2 separate regions of the Gossypium hirsutum genome follow, and region 2 is linked to region 1. Evidence: chromatin contacts called from public Hi-C data. All regions are on one chromosome and are shown on one strand. Each heading gives the region's core, a stretch centred on a gene start, on an enhancer-like site or on the middle of the called end of the contact. The rest is flanking DNA. Distances are from core to core; before and after follow the strand shown.

What was found. Hi-C and Micro-C count contacts between places; a contact is called where the count stands out from the background.
Region 2: a Hi-C map of leaf shows a contact between it and region 1, with 1.9 times the contacts expected there. The contact joins the promoter of LOC107889363 here to the promoter of LOC107889356 in region 1. A contact is called at or near these places in 7 of 34 Hi-C or Micro-C datasets (callus, leaf and petal).

Annotation. Positions count from the first base shown.
Region 1 is chrA09:69,448,213-69,453,570 of Gossypium_hirsutum_v2.1, reverse strand. LOC107889356 reads left to right here and starts at 2,029. Exons shown (of 1, transcript XM_016813744.2): 1 at 2,029-2,628. The coding sequence starts at 2,029. The coding sequence ends at 2,628.
Region 2 is chrA09:69,642,244-69,648,271 of Gossypium_hirsutum_v2.1, reverse strand. LOC107889363 (protein-tyrosine-phosphatase PTP1) reads right to left here and starts at 3,853. Exons shown (of 9, transcript XM_041076553.1): 1 at 3,252-3,853; 2 at 3,070-3,166; 3 at 2,830-2,912; 4 at 2,585-2,725; 5 at 1,790-1,924. The coding sequence starts at 3,452.

The DNA of each region.
Region 1 (5,358 bases), core at 780-3,279:
TGAGTCGAGTCAATAAATTTTTAAAACTTGAATTAAAAAATATCAAATATCATTTATATATATTTTAAAATATATATATATAAAATAATGGAAAAAAAGATGATTAGTATATAAATTTGGTTTGATAATTATTTATTTAATACCTCAAATTTATCATCTTGGATTTTTTTAAAAAAATTATAATTTAGTATTTTTATATATTTTTAATATTTTTATTTTTTTGAATTTATACAAATATTTTATAAAATTTTTAAAAAATATTTTATAAATATTTTGAATTTTAGAAGATTATTTTAAAAATTTTAAATATTTTGAGAGAGATAAATTTACATATTTTTAAAATTATCAGGGACTGAGGAGGTATTTACATAAAATTTTGTTCAAGTTATTTGAATTGTAAAATGTAACTCAACTTGTATTTGAAAAAGTTAATTTATGATTTGAAAAAATTAAATAATTCAATTAAAATGAGTCGAAATTAAAAAAAAAAATCAAAAAGTATCAAATGTTGGTCTCATCTAGTTAATGAAGTTAAGAAAATTAAACTGGATGAATGAGAAACTTATAAAATAGGAATCAAAGGTGAATTATTGACCAATAGATCCAACTGGTTGATGCAAAATCTATAGATTAACATCGTTAAATGCAAACCAGAGTTAAAATAAAATTACCATTTTAGACTTAAAACACCATCTTTGTAAATCGATGCCTTTAGATTTTATTTTTCAATGAAAACAAACCAATAATTTGTACTGCAAAAGTAGATCAAGGAAAAGCAATTGCAGACATTGTCAGCAACCGTTTCAGGTTTTCTGTCGCATTAGAATTGAAATTTGCTACATTAATTCAACACCCCATAATTCTCTACGTTGGAACTATCAAAATCTGGATTTAATTTATTAACACACAAATACTTTAAAGAATATAATTCTTCCTTTTTAAATAGGATATTAAAAAAATTACATATATATATAACTTAAAAAATATAATTAATTAATAAAAAATATAAATATATTTGACCCAAATTTTATTTCATAATCGAAATCCAATTAAACTATTTTTAATTTAGATTAATGTTTTTATGAAAATAAATGGTGAGTGTATGGTGGTTTGATTAAGGTAGGATTTCATGTAAAACCGGGTTTGTGCATATATGATGTAAGGAGACTGTCACGCAGTCTAATGTTGCATTTGCATTTGCATTTGCATTTCCATTTCCATGGCCACATTTCAATCTAACCATAATAAGGACACCTCCCAAAATAAATATAAATATGTGGGACTATTTCTTAAATATATAGGTTCATCTTTCAATAAAAAACAATAATAACCACAATATTGATTTACCACCGGTTTAGGGTCCCATGTATCGGTTCAGCTACATAAACCACCACCATTCTCTCCCTACTCCTTTTTATATTTCCTTGCCTTCCCCTCTCTTTTTTTATTTGATATTATCTTATAATCTCATTTAATTTTTACTCATTAATTTTTTAAAAAGAATTACGTATTTTTTTAAATAGAATTATTTGCTAAAATATTAACTCTTTAATGTATATTTCATGTTGACATAATATTATTTGTATTATATATCAAATTAATAAATAATTTAAAAATTATAATAAAATTCAAAATATATATAAGGTTCCTAAAAATTAAGAAAAATTAGCATTAAGTACATATACATTAACATGTGGAATGAAATGTTTAAAAATTATATATTTTAGTTAGTATTTTTATTTTTAAAAATTAATTTAATTTTTTAGAAAATTTTATGGTCAAAATTGAATTTTTTTTATAACACTGAGAACCCAATTTAATTTAAAAAACATAAAAAAAAGTAAAATTGATAAATATAAATATATATATATATATAATAAACCTAAAGAAAAGAAGAAAACTTTTTATATGCAACAAATACGGTATCAATATAAATATATGCAAACAAGATCAAATAAATAAATAAAAAGGCATCATATAACAACACAAATTGGTCTTCCCCCCCCCCCTCTCTTTTTCTCTTAAGCTATGGATTCCTCATCAACTCAAAGTGGCCGTGACCAAATGGCTTCAAAAGATTGTGACACCATCATTCCGGCAGCCAAATACCATTCCTCCCGACGAACACTTTCTTCTTCGTCGTCATCTTCACTCGGATCTTTGTATTTTCCGGAGGATTCACCTCTGAGTCCTGCTACACCACTCCGATTTTCCGGTGTACCCTTTTCTTGGGAGCATTTGCCAGGGGTTCCTAAGAAGAAGCTAGAAGATGAGAAGCAAAAAGGGTCCATAAAGTTGCTGCCATTACCTCCCCCGGCCACTCCACCCACCTCCAAAAGGAACAACTTTGAAGAGATTTTAGCCCGGAAAAAAGCATCGAATGCAGGCGGGAAGGATCCATTTTTCGCGGCGATGGTGGAATGTTGCAAAGATGATAATGATGAAGAATCAGGAAGCAATTTATGGAGTGGAGTTAAAGTAACAAGGAGTATCAGTGACAGGTTGGGATTTATTAATCTCTACTCTTCTTGTAAAAGAACCTGTGCTGTCTCGGAATCAGTAGTGTATCTGCCAAGGTCTAGCAGAACAGCTAATTACGGCATACTTACTACTCGTCGCTCAACTTAAACAGATCCAGTGATCACATTCTGCTGCTCTTAATTTCTCTTTCTTTAATTTTCCTCTGTTTTATGTTGCATATGAGGACAAGGATGGATGATGTCTGTAATATATAATATGAATAGAAAGCTGAAATGTTGCCTCTGCCTTTTGTCTTTTTTAATGAATGAATGAAGGAATTGGGCTGTTTGATCATGAGTTACTAGAAACAATGATATAATAATTTACTTGTGCTGGATGTATTTTCATGTGATGTATGTATTTTAGGAATTACACTAGTCCATGTGAGAGAACAAAACTCCATTGGACCTTAGAAAATGACACTGATGTTCAAAAAATTTGACTCTTCTCCATACCACTTGTGTGTTTTTCTGTCAATATTTTTTAGCTTTGCCAATGTTGACATGTGTTTTTTGTATTGGGATGGATGGAGCCATATCAGGTTGTTGAGCTACCTTCACTGTTAAATTTTGGCGTTGATTTGTAATAAAAAAAATATATATGAAAGATATCGGAGGATTTTTTTCCAAGAAAATGTAGCTCCTTCCGCAAACATTATCTTTTTCTTTATTACTTTTGGTGTGAGAAATAAAGGTTCTTTTTTCCCAATGTACCAAATATAATGAAATTTAATAAACTACGAATAAAATATCAGGATACTACAATACATCATTTTAGGGGCACGTTGTGGGATGCTAATGCCACATCCTTTCTAACCTTGTTCCCTCCTTTCGGTTGTTTTTACAAAATCAGATCATTTTTCTTCTTCTTTTTTTCATTTTTCATGCCATGAATTTTATTTTTATTTATTTTCTATCCTATGTAATTTGATCTATATTTTTCATGTCATTTTCTTCTCTCTTTTCTTTTTTTCATTTTTTATATTCTCAAAGTTTTAGATCTCAAATTAATTATGAAAAATCTTGTTAATATTATATTTTTTTTCACTCAAAACATTTTTTAAAAAATGATTTCAAGAAAATTTACAAAACAACAAAAAAATATTTTCCATAAAATCATCCAAACATCATAAAGTATCAATTTTTTCAAAAATTAATACATTTTCCAGATATCATTTCTGTAAAAAATTTTACACCAAACAAACAAACCCTTACTTTAAAATGTAAATCAAAATCTTCTCCTTTATTTTTATTTAAATTATCTAAAACTCACTTCGATTTTTAATTAAATATATAAATGTACTTTTAACATCTTCAAACTCATATTCAAATCATGTAATTATATTTACACGTTTAATTAACAATGATTTATTTCCACGTCCAAACCATGGAGTTGTATTTACACGTTTGTCACCCCATCATCTGTCCTTCCAGAGCATGTCCAGCTCAATAATTGTCGTTCATTCTCCTTTCTTATTAATTTGTTAAAAGGAAAAGAAAATCAAAATATTTATATTCGATATGTATAAATTTATATATTTTTAACAAATCATGTTAAGATACATAATTAATAGATTGATCAATAATACTTAATAATAATTTAAAATAAATATAACTAGAATTTTGGATATTTCCACATCTTACTTCTATCACCATCTTATTTTAATATATTAGATATATTAGAATGTTATGTCAGCTTTCGTTCGTCTTCAATTTTCTATTAAATATTTATAGAGTAGTGTGACTTAAATTACATTTGATCTGGCTTGAAAAGTTTAATATGCAACTCAATTGTTAAAAAAATAAAATAGAAAGGTAAAATAGGAGATTTGTAGGGGCGATCGAGGTGCGGGGACAGAGCCCCTACGGTACAGATCATGTCACACAAGTTGAATCCATATAAGACTATACTTCTTCTATTTGACATTAACTATAACAGAGTTGTTTAATCCTTAAAATGTGTGTAGTGGAAAACCTCTTGTATTGTTATTTTTTAACATTAGTGAATTTTTCTTTTTCTACCCATGATTTTTTCTGTTAAGAGTTTTCTACGTAAAATCTGCCTATTCTTATTTTTCTTTCTTATTACTTTACGATCATTCCTATTGTCATTATCAACGTATAGTATAACAAATACTTATTAAAATAATTAATATAGACTAAATCCTAAACTTTAGCAAAGTAGATAGATTAATACTAAAATTTTTACCATTATTTTATAAGGCGAGAAAAAGAACACATGCGGTGATAAAATTGTTTAGGACCTACTTTTTATATAAATAATTATTGAAATTATAAACATTGAGATACTAAATTATGTAAAAGAAAAATAAAGGATGAAAATTAAATCTTATAGAAATCAAAGTTAAAATATAAATATAATCTAAATAAAGAGACCAATTTACAATAATAATGAAAACCGTAGAGCAGTGTGAAAGAAGAAAGGCCCTAAGGCCAGTATATATATAGTAGTATAGGTTATTACATTTTGCTAAAGCGGCATCAATAATTGTGTTTTGCATCCCTTTTCTCTGCTTTCCTTTCTTTAAGGATAGAATTTGTCATATTTGTATCATTACCGATGTTATTATATAAGAAAGAATTAATCTTATATATAATATTATTTATAATATTTAAAATTAAAATATTTTTGTTGATTGAGTTTTAGTTCAATTAGTATTGATATTACTAGTAATGTAAGAAGACGTGGGTTCCAACTATTTGAAGCGTGTTTATTATTTTATTTAAGGGTTAAGAGTGAGAATACAAATAGTTCTAAATATTGTATAAAAAATTAAAAAAGTTTTATTATTGAGTTTTTTACCCAAATGATATTAAA
Region 2 (6,028 bases), core at 2,604-5,103, 190 kb before region 1:
TACCAATCAAACTAACTCCTAAAGGAGACCAATATGCATATTACAATCTACATGAAATTAACTTCAATATATAATATACATATGTTGTTTTAGATGGAGAGACTATCATTATATTGTGAGAAATAATCTCCAGCCTTTCTGCCCAGTGCATTATACAGGAGCTTTACTTCTATTATTACGTTATTTTATTATTTGCCTTTATTAATTATTAGATATATGGATAGATTATTAGGATTATTTGTTATTTTGAGGGTTTAAATCTAGGTGAGGATAAACTTGTAACCTAGTATAAATAAGCTGTAAAATAGCCTTACTATTTTATTCAAATTAATAGACTTCAGAAACTAGAAGCATATATAGCCCTATCTTTTTTTCAGCCTTATTTCTTTTGACTGCTGCTGCTTTCTCCCTACACCATACTAATTTTAGCATTAAAGCCTGATTAGATCCGAGGGTTCATGATAGGGTTTGCATTTAAGCCATGTTTGGATGTGTTACAGCTTGAGGAAGAGGAAATCAGGTCAAGGAACACAATTTGCTGCGCTATGAGTCAGCCTACTATTAGAATTGTTGTCTGCGACTTATGCTAGGATACAATAAGAACAAATGGGAACCCAGCTGGAGATTTTGGAAGGTCCCCACAATCAATTTAACCTGCTAAAAGGTAGTATTGCTGATCAATTTGAATGATGAGGAAAACCCATTTTGTGATATTGGAATTTGGACCCGCAAACCCTATGATACGAGGTGGATTGGAGGAGTGGTTAGTGCATGACCTTAAGTTAAACAAGGGCAGAATTACTATAGATGTTGCTGATTTTCTTCACAAGATGAATGTAAAAGAGCAAGAGAATGATATGCTAGAACCCATTTATGACAGGTATCCTGAAGGAAGTGAAGAAATTGAAGCATTTCAAGTTGAGGGAAAATCTCCTATTGTCCATAGGGTTCCTGCCACAATTTTAGAAGAAGGGCAAGATTGGCGGTAGGCTGATTATATTTTGGATACCTCAAGGGACACAATGTCGGGTTATGACTCTGTAGTAAAAAGAATTGATTCATTTTCTATCAAAATAAACTCAATGCTAAACTCAAGAAAAGCAGGAAAACTTGAAAGAAAACAACAATGTGAAGGTGATGCAGTCTTTCAACCAAAAACTATTTAAATTCAACGTGAAAGCTAAGTCTTTGAAAGCTGCAACCGGAAATCAAGTTATAGTGGTTTCAGGAGAAACAAGTTCTGCTAGAATATCCTTAAACAATGTAGAGAAACTTGGCAAAACAATGTTTTATAAAATTCATCTGAAGTCAAAGCGCTTTGCTCAAACTCATTTCCTTTTTTGCACTACTGGCTTGACGCATAGATAGTTTGGAGGACCCAGCTTTAAATGGTGTAAGCCAGTTGCTAGGAGATAAAATTCATGAAAGAGTTTTAGACCGAAATTTAAGTGGTGTGAGTCAGTTGCTAGTGGATGTAATTCATGAAAGAGCATGAATGAAGATTGTTTACTAATATTTTGTGTCACATTCTCCCTTGGTGTTTGGCCAAAAATTATTTGTCTGAACCTCATGGTTTAGTTTGTTTACGCTATAGGACAATATTTATGAGGTCACTATATTGAGGACCAGAACAAGATCTTGTTGCAGAATTAAACTAAATAAATATACACTATTCAAACAAACAAGAGTAGAATAATCTCAAGTACGGTTCCATTGTAGAAACTGCGGCATATGATGCTTTCTTGGAAGTTGTAACAAAAGGTCAGGACTTTCAACACAGAAATCATACCTCCTTATAATTTACTTCCAAGTTGCGTATCAATAATGAGGTTTCTGTTTCTTGTATCCATTTAGTATCAATACAGATATTGCCAAATTGTCTAGGACCATTTTCTGCTTGAAAGTAATCTCCACATTTTACCGTCTGCACATAAATTGTAAATAAGAATAGAGCCAAAACAAAAACAAATGAATACTAGAAACATGAAATTGCGCATACTCAACCAAAAAGTGAAGAGGTAAATGATATCATACAAAACTCTATCATCAATGAAATATCAACACCAAAATCAACCAGTTCAGATGATAACTTTAAGTGGCAATTCTTATGGTTTGCTAAAAGGTACAAGTGACAGTTAGGAAACAAAAACAAGCACCGAGACTGAACAAACAAAGTTGCCTAATAATTACTGTCTCTATTTAATTTACACAACCAGATATTATAATCCTCAAAGAAACCAATATGATCATTTTATAGTATATTAATCAATAACATTTTTCTTTAAAAAGAAAAAAAGTATGAGCATACATGTTCTCAATGGTTATCAAAAACACAAGCAAGAGCTCAACTCTAAGATAATGCTGGAAATACAAGAAGTAATCATCTAGATTAAATTTTAGGGGAAAAATAGTTAGTTTTATCATGCACACACAACACCTAGAATCAGTTACTTAGATGAACCAACCAAACTTTGAATGGGGGAACCCTCTGGTTTAATGAAACACGCCTAGCTGGAAACCATGCATGCTCAACCACTTTCAAAGAATAGAAGTGCTTTGCCTCAGCCCCTATATAACTAAGTACCTTATAATTATCAACCAACCGAGTAAGCATCACAATGACAGGGCAATGGCATTGGATAACCATCTCCCAGAAGTCCTCGTAGGTGTGAGGTAATGGACCTTGCGTGGCTATAAACTTAGAAATGTTTTCAGAAGAAGAAGTCTGCATTCAAGAATATCATGATCCAAATAGGTCAATTGGAGGGAAATAGTTTTAAATAGATATAAATTCCTTTCAACTAAAACACGACAAAAGTAGAGATCTACCGTGACAAAGCTGGCATTGATATAACCCTTTGCAGTTGGCCTGTAATCTTTACATGAATTAAGAACTACCCTGTTCGTGTCGACTGAAACCATTAAAAGAAAGTCTTTAGCAAAATCACTTTGATGTATAAAAAAAAAGGAAAAAAATAGAAGGAAAAGCTCTTGATCATTTACTACAAATTAATCGTGCAAACGACTTAGGCAATTTACTTTGGAAAAAAAATAAACTTTTTAAAGTACATGGTATGACATCAGAGTATCGATTCTTGTCCAAATTAGCACCGTTAAAACCCACTGTGCATCTCCTCATCATCTCCGAAGGTGTAATCCTATTTGCCTAAAGATAGTGAAAAAACCAAATTAATAACCCATTTCCGATAAACAATATTGAAATGCAAAAGAAAAGAAAAGGTAAAAAGCACCTGTAAGTGCGAGAACTCGCGGTTGATTTCGTCGGGCATCTGGAGCTTTTGGGAGAACAATTTGAGAGCCTCAGAGCAGTAGTTGAATTGATCGGGAGTGAGTGAGATTTTGGGAGGAGGATCGGCTGAGAAAACAAAGCGGTTGGGGTGAGGAGGATTGGAACCCGAGTAGAAAGAGCGGGGATTAGCGGCGGCAGCCATGGCCGGTTTCCGCTTTGAAGAAACGCAATTCGAAATAAGATTACCCGTTGTAGTCTAAGGAATGAATGCGGTTTGTGGGAATTTGGGAAAAACTTGGATTCAGATTTTGATGATTGACTGGATCTCAATCATCTCATGGTTATAATTAACGCTTTAATCATGTGAATTCTTTTTTCTCCTTTTATCATTTGAGTTACTGAAACTTGATAAATTACGCCCTTCCTCACCCAACCATGAATATATTTCTGTTTTCGTCACCAAACTCTAAAAACTTTTTTATTTAATATCTAATATTATCACCTTTCATGTTTTGGTCTAATAACAAATTAGCTCCTTATTTCATCTTATATTAATCATTCACCTATCCCTGACCACCTTACTTTTTCTATCTATCATTCGGCATTTATTGGGTTTTGAAGTCCGTTATCATAAGTGGATGTATGTCTTATAAAAATTGTATATCCAATCTATCAACTTTTGGCTCTATTATCAATTGAACTTAGGCTTTTAATATATTAAAATAGACTAGTCACACACTCCGTTATTTACTCAGGATTGAGGTAAGTCACACAATAAACATAACGAAATCTAGGTAATCCACGTATATTATCAAATGAATCCATTTATGTTTATCTAATTAATTGTTTATTTTAAACATAAAATTTCAAAAACATTAAATTAACATAAAGTTATAGATAATATATAATTAATTAATTAATTGAAATTTTATTTAAGTCTAATTAAATGAATAGCTTAACTTTTTAATTTTTTTATTATCTGATTAACTATTTATCTTAAACATAAAAAGTTAAAAATATTAACTTAGCAAATAGTTATTGATAATATAGGTAATTTATAACTAAATAAATAAAAACTATTAAAGTCAAATTAAATGGATAAATTAATTATTAATATTTTTATCTATTTATTTATTTTAAACATAAATTTTTAAACAAATAATATTTATATAAATTAAAATAAAAAATAAATTAAAATATTAAATATTTTTTAAGTTAACATAAATAAATTAAAAATGTTGGATTAAGTTTTAAATTAAAATTTTAAAATTTGTTTATCTAATCTATATTAACTTTATATAAAAGGAAACACCTATTGACACGTTTTCTTTTCTTTTCTTTTATTTTTTAACATTTTAAAAAATAGTTAAAATTCAATTTTATCTTCTTAATATGTTTAAAATTGAGATTTAACTGTTACACTTTAATTTCTAACATAATTTAATCTCTATATTGTTATAATTTTATTAATTGATTTAATATTTAATATTATTAATTTTTAGACTAGAATGTTACGTGATTATATACAATTTGAATGCCCTAAGATTCTTAAAAACGAATATGCTTTTCGTTTCTTTTGAGTTTGGTTTGCTTCTTCTTCTTCTTTTACATTGTAAGACAATGATCAAACTTTTGTTAGCATTTATACTATGCTGAAACTTGATATTTAATCTTTATATTTTAATTTTGGACATAATTTGATCATTATATTTTTATAATGTCATTAATTAGCCTAAATACTTAATATTGTTAATTATTTCAATCAAAATGTTAATGTCAATTTGTTTAAGAACACTATTTTTGTAACCTCCCCAACTCGGCTTAGACGTTAGACCTGAATTCAAGAGATTACATTGGTCACCGAAATGACCTAGTAGCGATTGGGGTTCATAAAACGGTCATTTTAAATCATTTTTTTTATTTTAGAAGAACACTTAATTAATTTTCAGAAAACTCATGTGTTGATGAAAACTGATTAAGTTTAACATTTTTCTTATAACGGTAACTATTTTTGAAAACTTAATTAATTTCTATTTTATTAATTCCTTCCCAAAATTTTACTTATACTCTAGTAGTGGAAAAATGATAATAGTTTATATTTTTAATAAAAATCGAAGTTCTTGCTTAATTAATTAATATTCACATTAATATCCTAAAATCAATTTAAAAGACATGCATGCTAATTAAAAACCAAAACTTAAGTGCCATGCCACAGTTCAAAAATAACATACAATCTTTGAATAATTAAATTGTCAAATAATAAATTAAAAATATTTATAGAGAAAAACAGATTCAAGCTGAGCCCTCCGTATGCCAAGTCAGTGCCCTAACCTGGTGGGTTATCTGTGAATATAGAATTAAAATAAAAGTGAGCTATGAAGCTCAGTGTGAGTTCTATTACAAGAAAATCAGTGCAAACAGTAGACAAAATATACAGAATATCAACTTAAAGGATAAACACAAATTGAATAGCAACTTGGAATTTCGGTGTTTCAGATTAACTCATTATCATAATTTCTCAGTATTCACAATCATGCAAATGCTTATAAATACAGAGCAATTTCAATTTATCAAAAAAGGGTCTTACCCCACCGCTACACACCACAGTAGGAGTTCCCCAAAACTCTTCTACATTTATACCATGTTGTGGATAAAACCACTCATCGTTGTGGACGAACCACTCATTCTGGATAAACCACTAGTAATAAAAAAGGGTGAACCATCGGTTTTTTTGTTAAAAAGTTTTTGCAGACAAGCTGCCAAAAGGTTATGGATGCA